Regions from separate parts of the Gossypium arboreum genome. Here region 1 is linked to region 2. Evidence: chromatin contacts called from public Hi-C data. All regions are on one chromosome and are shown on one strand. The core of a region is the stretch at or near the end of the contact, and the rest is flanking DNA. Distances in the headings are between cores, read along the strand shown.

Region 1 (4,628 bases), core at 1,911-4,410, 100 kb before region 2:
TCGCCCTTGCGCAACATTCCATGTACCAGTTAATATAGTTAAATTTTCCATCCTTGTATATAGAAATCCTTTTGCAGTCAATTCAGAATACAATATGCCATCAAGAGGTCCAGGGGATGTGATACTCCATCCACGTATACCACCATGCTTTGCCAGGGTGTAGATATAACCAGCGCCAATGGCCATCTTCAGTACAGGACTGCTGTGAGCAACCCATTCTCCAAGCTTATTACCATCAAGGTCTAGAGCATGGACAGTGCCACTTGCATAACCAGCCCATATTTTTGATCTGAAGCTGCATAAGCATAGAACCGCAGAAGGATGAGGCTGAATATCTTGAATACGATTTCCATTTCCATCCCACTGAATAAGCATACCATTCGCACAGCCAACCCAAATCATCCCGTCAATAGTTATTGTGAGTGCTTCAATCCTCCGACTATCATCAAGAAAGCCCCCTTTTGCTGCAACTCGACGAACAGCATCAGCTGCTCCCATTATGGCATTACGTGACTGCTGAAAGAAACCAAAGGAACTTTGTGTTTTCTCCTTCTTTGAACTTGCAACAATCTTCATCTTTATCTCATCTTCCATGGCAAAGTCAGGAACCAATGACAAATCTGCTCTATTTTCAATTTGACCGTCAATGTTGAAAACTTTGAGTAACTCCCTCGTCCGAGCATCCCTGAAATTTTGAAATTCTGAGAAAACCTAACAAAAGTAACAGAAAGGAGACAAAAAAAGAAATCTTTTACAAGAGCGGTGTAAGATAAGATGATCTAAATTCAAATTGGAGCTAAATTAATACAAGTAAAGTAACTAGAAATTCTAATTGTGCAAGAAGTTAATTAAGATCCACATTCTTGATTTTGCAACCTCAAATATCTCAAAAATAAACAAAAATACATTAAGAATCTCTATATCCTTCTAACCTATAAACAGGAACAGAAATAGAGCCAACATCTGGGGTAAAATCAGATTGATCTATTACTTATAATTTCAAAAATCCCATATTTGGACAGAAAATGACAAGTTTTAACAATTTTACATGTAAAAAGCTTTCAGTGTCACATTTTTCACAAAAAAAATTATACAATTATCTCCTTTCATGCACAGAGCAAATAAATTAGATTTCAAAGTGAGATCCTATTTGTAATAGTTGACTTTTTATTTTATTACAAATCTTAAATGGCAAGGGCCTCTGTCCAAGAACTGTGATAAAGGAATGATGATGTCTTGTAGAAATATTTAGAAACTGACAGGTTACAGTGCGTAGAAGAACAGTGTATTAGCAAGAGGTACAAGATCATCATAGCTGATCTAGACTATCAATAAGGGGGTAGATGTGGAAGGTCTTTATAGCTTATTATTTATCAAAGAGGAACTGAACATGTAACAATATGCCAACAGAACTTTGTTAATTTTAAGGGTGCAGTTTCCACGGTCTAGACATACCACAATGCAAAAGAAAGATAACCAGAACTCCATACTTTAGCTCGAATATTATCTGACAGAAGGCACTTGATATCTGAATTTAATATAGAACTGAAGCCATTTACAGCGACTTGACTCCTAAGGTCAATAAATGATTTCCCCATTAACGAAGAAGCCATATGCCGTTCTTCCATTGACAGAGAGAGCGCATTGTTAATAGATTCCCATGGCCAAATCCTGATATTACCCCCTTCTGAACCAGACCACAAATCCCCTGAATCAAAGTAAAACAAAAACAAAAATTAAAGCAAATAAGATTATGTCAAAAGAGATCATCATTCTTACCACTGGACGCGAGCAAGCAATTGTAACAGGAAACTTTGAGTAGGGATGCATAAATAGTTCTTGAAGATACATTTTGCTCTTCTTGACATGTATTTATTAGAGACGAATTTCAGTTTTAAGAATAAACAGTTTATGGAGGATGGAGTTTTTTAACTAAAAATTTCTAGATCCATGCCAGGCTATGTGTTTGCTCCTTGGCTTTTCAGAGGCAAGGTGGTGATAATTAAAACTTTCAAAATCTAAAAATATGCTAATCTATTATTAATCAACCGTCCATCAAAATTGCACGTAACACATTCAATAGAGGTTAGATTGAGAGTTCTCATTATTACTATTACAAGTAATCTATTAATTTCTTGTAAATGTTCTGGCAGTGGATCCACATTAATAGGGAGAAAACCAAAAAGCATAAGTAGAGAAAAGCAAAAGGGAAAACAGACCATAACAAGTGAAAACAACGGAAAGCACGGGGCCGCGATGAGCCTGCCAACACCACCCTTCCTTAAACCCACCACTCTCACAATCCATCTTCCAGCCTCTGATCTTTCCATCCTTATGCCCACTCCAGACAACTCCATTCCCCTCATCCCCCACCATACACATCACCGCCGCATTCCCATTCCCGTTCCCATTCGATAATATCGCCGACGACTCCCTAAACGGCGCAGCCTCCTCCTCCTCCCCTTCCTCGTATAAATCTTTCAATTCCCAAACCCTGACAGCGCCGCTCTCGCTGCCGGCCCAAAGCTGCCCGTCGGTAGAGGCAATCGTTTTCAAGAAGCGGCCGAATTGGGTCTCCCTGAGGGGATGTGGTCGAAGCTGGAGGTAGGGAGGGCGATTAGGGTGGAGGGGTTTGCGATCAGGCAGGGTGAAAATGCCTTGGCCACCGCCTTTAGCCACAAACTCAGGTAGGGAGGGTTTGGGACGAGAGGTGTTTTGCGGTAGAAGATTGCGGTCAAGGAATTGGATCATGTAGTCGAGGCGTCGGTTGGTGGAGTGGAGGGAAGGGTAAGAGGGATGCGAATCATCGTCAGAAGAGGAGGCGTAACGGTCGAAGATTCTGGGACTAAGATCGGGAACGTCGTCGTTGGCGTCCATGTCGGGATGTAGAACCTAGTGTGTTATTGGTTAGAGAATGAATAAGTGAGGAGGAAATTTGACTCTGGAGCGACATTTAGCTAGTTATTCACGCTTTCAGCCGCATACCCCGCAGTAACGTAACTACAATTACAGTTTTTCCTTCCGATAAATTAAAAGTTTACAACACCTCTATTCTCAATTTCATCCCTCCCTCCCTCAATTGGATTCTTTTTGTACTTTTTGTACACATGAGGATTGAATTTTAATAAATTAAAATAGAGAGGCTCATTCTTAGTTTTCATAAAACAGGGAATGAACTTCAAATTAGACCTTTACACAAAACATGTCGTCCAATTAATTCCAAAAAAAAAAGAAAACCAATTCTTAAAATATAAATGAAAATAATTAAATTGTTAAAAGAATGAAAAACATGCCACCGACTAAATATTGTTGAAGATGTGTTGTCAGGCGAGGTTGACCAGAAAACCATTTCACCAAAATAGGTTTCTTATGTTTATATAAAAACAATGAAATGTAACCATAAGAGTAAACTACATCATTAGTTAATAAATTATAAATAAATTTTCGTTTTAATTATTTAATTAAAATTTTATAATTTAATTATTAAATTTTTGAAATAGTTTTTTTAGTTTTCCTTCTTTTAAGTGACACTTTTTAGTTTGAATAATACTAATTTTAGTACTTAATTTTTATACTTTCTATCAATTTAACTTTGATTATATATAAAATAATAAAATTTGAAATTCTTTTAAAAAATTTAGAAAATTATAAAATTTAAAATTAAAGTAAATAAATTTTTTAAAATTGATAAAGTGAGAAAATGAGATAAATTTGTTTTAAACCCTCCAAATACAATACCCATTTTTAAAAATAGAAAAAAAATTAAGACAAATTATTGCTTCTTCTTTTTTACCTCTTTTGTTTCTTACCATGACTTTTTTTAAAAAATAGAATATAATTTTATTTATAGTTTGGGTTTTGAAAAGTAATTTAAATGAATTAAAATTTTGAATTGAGTCGAAAAAAGAAAATTTTATAGTATATTTTATATTTTTTTTGCTAAAAAATTGTATGTATGGAACTTGATTAGAAGATGTTATTAATTTGGTTTTAGAAACATTGAGGAAACATGTAATGATTTAACTTTTTGTTGTGTTTTGTTTTTATTTGTTATTGGATTCTATTGAATGATAAGTTTTTTTGTTTTTTATTTCCCATATATATTAGTTTTTCAACAATAATATTTTATAGATTTTATTTATCTACAATTTTTATATAGAATTTTCTATTTTAAAATAATTTTAAGTTTTTTTATAATTTTATATAGAACTAGGGTCAAATTGACAAAAAATATAAAAGTTAAGGACTAGAATTATTATTATACCAACTAAAAAGTTCCACTTAACTCTTGAGTAACCACAATAAATAATTTTAGAAAACTAAGTGACCGAAGTGTAACTTTTTTTAATTAACTGATCAAAACAAAATCGTACTCATAATTTAATGACTAATGGTGTAATTTACCCTTTAATTAATCTAAATCTCCCCCATTGTTTCTTTTGCAAAGTTAGTGTTCTGTATTGTTCAACAATTTTAAGAATAATATAGGATATTAGCAAAACATCATTTTGAAAATGGTTAGACGATTTTAAACATTTTGATTAAGGAAAGGGGAGGAAGTGATAAACTTCATTAATCTATTCTTGCGTTTTAACATGTTTTTAGCATTTTTTATAGGAAATGTTATA
Region 2 (4,008 bases), core at 1,409-3,908:
TTTAACACATTTAGGCATTAAAACACAACTTTTACCTTTTAAGCGATTTAGTCCTTTTTAGAAATTGGACTAGAAATCGCTAAAATTAATATACCAAAATTAACATGCACCTTTATAAATATGCTATATCACATAAAATAACATCAAAATAATTTTCTCCGGCCTTGGAATAGTGGTTCCGAAACCACGGTTTCGACTAGGCCCAAAATCGGGCTGTTACACTATAAATCGAATTGTCTAAGTTTTTCTTCTCTTTCCTCGTTATTTAGAAAAGTTTGCAAAGAATTTTAAAATACCAATTCACCCCATCTTTTGGTATTTTTAGGCCTAACATTGACCTTTCTCTTAAAATATTGTTCTAAAATTTTATATTCTATTCATATAGTATTTTGAAAATTTTATTTTATCTTAAACTAATTAATAATACATGAAATACATACGATATTAAAATAAAAAAGGTAAGATTAAATTATGAGTAAAACAAAATTTAAATATGTAAATATGTTAAATTAAGAATAGTAACTCAATACAATTGTTTATCATGGCGATATCATCAATCCTAAGTTGGTGTTGAGTTAATTTGTGACACTAACTCAATCAATGACATCATTAATAAGAAATTTTATCACATGCGCATGTGTTTAAAAACCACGTATTCAGAACATAGAGGTGTGTTTAAAAGTAACACACAATAAATAATGAGACGTATAGTTTGAAACTAATTAATAATAACACAACAAATATGTACAATATTATAATAGAAAAATAGATTAAATTTTGAGTAAAACAAACTTAAACATATAAATACATCAAATTAATAATACTAAACTAATACAATTGTTTATCATGGTGTTGTCATTCATCTTTAGTTGGTGTTGAGTTAATGTGACACCAACTCAATAAACAATATTATTAATATTTACAATTGATGGAAGTAATAAAATGTACATAATAAAATTAAATTAAAATGTATAAAAATATTAAAATAAATTTTGATTGAGTAGTAAATTTTAAGTTTTTAATGCAATTAGTATGGGTCAAATGCCACCTTTTACAATTTTACAAAAAATAAAGTAATCTCAAATAACATAATTTATTTAAATACAAAATAATATTTGAATAATTTTCTAATGAAGTTAGTGCCTAATTGACTCATAACACCGACTCATTCAAGAATTTTTAATGTGATTGGCATGAATCCAAATTCCACATGTATATTTTTATATTATTTTCAATAAAAAGATTAAAGTAACTTTGAATAATAAAACTTATTTTGAATAAGAAAAATATTTTAATAACTTCTCTAACCGAGTTAATGTCCAAATGAATTATTATATAAAATTCAATTAGGGATCTAAATAATAATATACAGATATAATTAATGGATGTTATAAAATGTGCAAAATAAAATTAAAATGTAAAAAATATTAAAATAAAACTTTAGTTAAACCTTAAATTCAAAGCATTTTCGATCTGTTAGAAGTTGAAATCTCGTCATATGCATTTTTCTTTTAAAAAAAAACAAAATTAATCCAACCTTAAATGATATAACCAATTTTAAATACAAAAGATAGTTTAATATTTTCTTAACTAAAGTAATGCCCGATTAATTCAAGATACAATTTAAATAATAGTATAGATAGAAATAAATATATGAATATCAAGCAATGCAGGTGACTAGAACAAATGTCTGGCCAAAAAAAATAAAACAAATTTGATTTAGAATAATGTGGACAAATAACACCATAAAAGCATAAATCATCCCTTTCCGCAGAAGATTAAGCTAAAATATATATATATATACATATACAAAATCATCATTCCAAACAATAATGATCTTTCTTCTCTCAATTTACCTATGATGATGCATTATTAGACAACAATAACATATCAGTAGACACTATAAAATTTTGCTCTTCATACATTTCACATGAGGATGAGATTGACCTGACAGCAGAAGAAAACATTATCCTAAGAAATTGGATGCAACACATCAATAAGATAAATTATTTTCTGTATCCGACTTGCTATAATTCAATAAATCTAATCAAAATATGGCTTATGAGCTCAACTACAATTTGTTTTTCTTTTAAGTGTTGAAACAACTATTCTTTCAAGTCGGCTTTGCAAAAATAACAAAATCAAAGTTTATGCTTTCGTAAAGAATAACCCCCTCATTCTATGAGCAAAATACCATTTGACAGATTCCACGTCCTAAAGGAGTAAGCAAAACATGATTTAACAAATATCAAATAAATAAAAAAAGAGTTGCATATCTTTGAGCTAATTCACTAAATATAATAATCTGACCGGTGTCAGCCTTTTCCAAAATCATTAGCAGAGGGAGAATTCTCTGTTCACTTAGACCAGCTTCTTCTCAGAACTAGCAGCAGCCACACGTTGGCGCTTCCTCCAAGCAGGGATTTTACCAGGGAATGCCCATCTTAACAACCTCTCCCAAGCATAGCAGCACAGAAACATTAGTAGAGCCCATATCAAGAGCTTATCCCTCAATCCCACAGGCAAAGGAACCAAGCTCAACCAATCATTCAAATCCCTAAATATATCAGAAGTTATAACCACAAAGAAACCAGCAGCAGCTCCAAGAGCATACAAGAATGGTTTGTTTTCAGGGATGCTCTGGTTGAAAGGATGACCCATGTAGTTCACTGCAAATGTTGCTACCTGAAGCATCATGCTCACCATGTATGAAACTGTGTTCACTAGATTAGGGTGAAACTCTGATTCTGGCTCAATGCATTCCTCAGGCATGTGTTTCTCAGCCTCTTTCACAGAAGAGATCAAGAATAACAGGTGCATAGCAAACTGTCCCATGAGAGAAAGGAAGACATAGGAGCAGAAAATATTCGGGTGGGGCCGTGCAGCTGAAAGGGTGGGTAGTGGGCGAGCGTGTGAGATAAACAGGAAAAAAGCAGCTGTAAATACACCACTAATAGTTGCCTGAACATCACCCAGCTTGACACCATCCAAGTACATCACACTTAAAACATAGGCTGTAGCAAGGCAGTTAAGGCCGAGTATCTTGAACATTTGAAGGGTAGTCACAAGGGTACTGCGTCCTTGACGAATTATGTCAGTGGTTGGGGCAACTGATGCATGCTTTGCAGTAAATGGTGATGCCATTGAGGCATCCCCCAGTTTGACAATAGGAGCAGAGCGACCATCACCCTCCTCATTCAGCTCATCCATCATCTTCTTCAGCTTCTGTCGATGCTTCTCTGCAGCATTAAGATGCCGGTTACTGGTTGCATTGTTGCTAGATTCTGATCTGGGGACTACCTTTCCTTTTGAAGAGGCTTCTGAATTGCCCGTTGCTTCTACAGTGGGCTTAGATTTCGACTTCAATGACTTCGTATTTTCATCTTTAGATGTTCCCGATGAGCTCTCACTTTTAGTTGGAGGCACTGCATTCAATAGAGCAACACCTACATGGGCCTGAAAAAAGAGGTAGAGTATTACAGGCCCATGCTTTCCCGCTATCTTAAAATCTGGGAACAATTAACTTTTCTGTTACCTTGAACCAATCTAAAGTAACTAAATATGTAAATGAAAAAAATTAAGAAGCAATTCAAATTAACAACTGTATGCATAAAAATTTCTATCACCAAAAACATTGATGAACTGATGTTAATTTTCTTAAAGAACAAACTTATTATTGGATTTAATTAAAAAACACATGTACACAAAATCAATCTATATTTGTGTAAAAATAGAAAACAAGCAGTACAAGATAATTCATAATAAAATACAGATATAAAATGGTAATATGAAAAATTAAAGCTGTCTTTAGGGAGAGAAGGAAAAAAAACCTAAGCTCCGTCATGAAAATATATTCATTTTATTTTCTAATTTTCATTTTCTATTTTTAAATATTGAAAACAAGAAATAAAAATTGTTTTAAATAATGAAAATATGATAACATGTTTGGTACCTATTTTCCTATAATAGAAATAAAATAAAAAAATTTCCTACATTCATATAGACTCG

The links. Hi-C and Micro-C count contacts between places; a contact is called where the count stands out from the background.
Region 1: a Hi-C map of leaf shows a contact between it and region 2, with 4 times the contacts expected there. The contact joins the promoter of LOC108456982 here to the enhancer-like site in region 2. A contact is called at or near these places in 2 of 5 Hi-C or Micro-C datasets (both in leaf).

What each region holds. Positions count from the first base shown.
Region 1 is chr13:95,769,333-95,773,960 of ASM2569848v2, reverse strand. It overlaps LOC108456982 (type II inositol polyphosphate 5-phosphatase 15-like), which reads right to left and starts at 3,160. Exons shown (of 10, transcript XM_017755765.2): 1 at 2,220-3,160; 2 at 1,456-1,708; 3 at 1-685. The coding sequence starts at 2,877.
Region 2 is chr13:95,664,556-95,668,563 of ASM2569848v2, reverse strand. LOC108456752 (probable manganese-transporting ATPase PDR2) reads right to left here. Exons shown (of 22, transcript XM_053023717.1): 22 at 2,007-3,456. The coding sequence ends at 2,362. Among protein-coding and RNA genes, the nearest start is that of LOC108456752, 13 kb to the right of the region's middle. Within about 2 kb of position 2,658, at least 1 of the 2 cell types and tissues checked has an H3K27ac peak or open chromatin away from gene starts, as enhancers often do. A contact at or near this core is called in leaf, where this site is marked.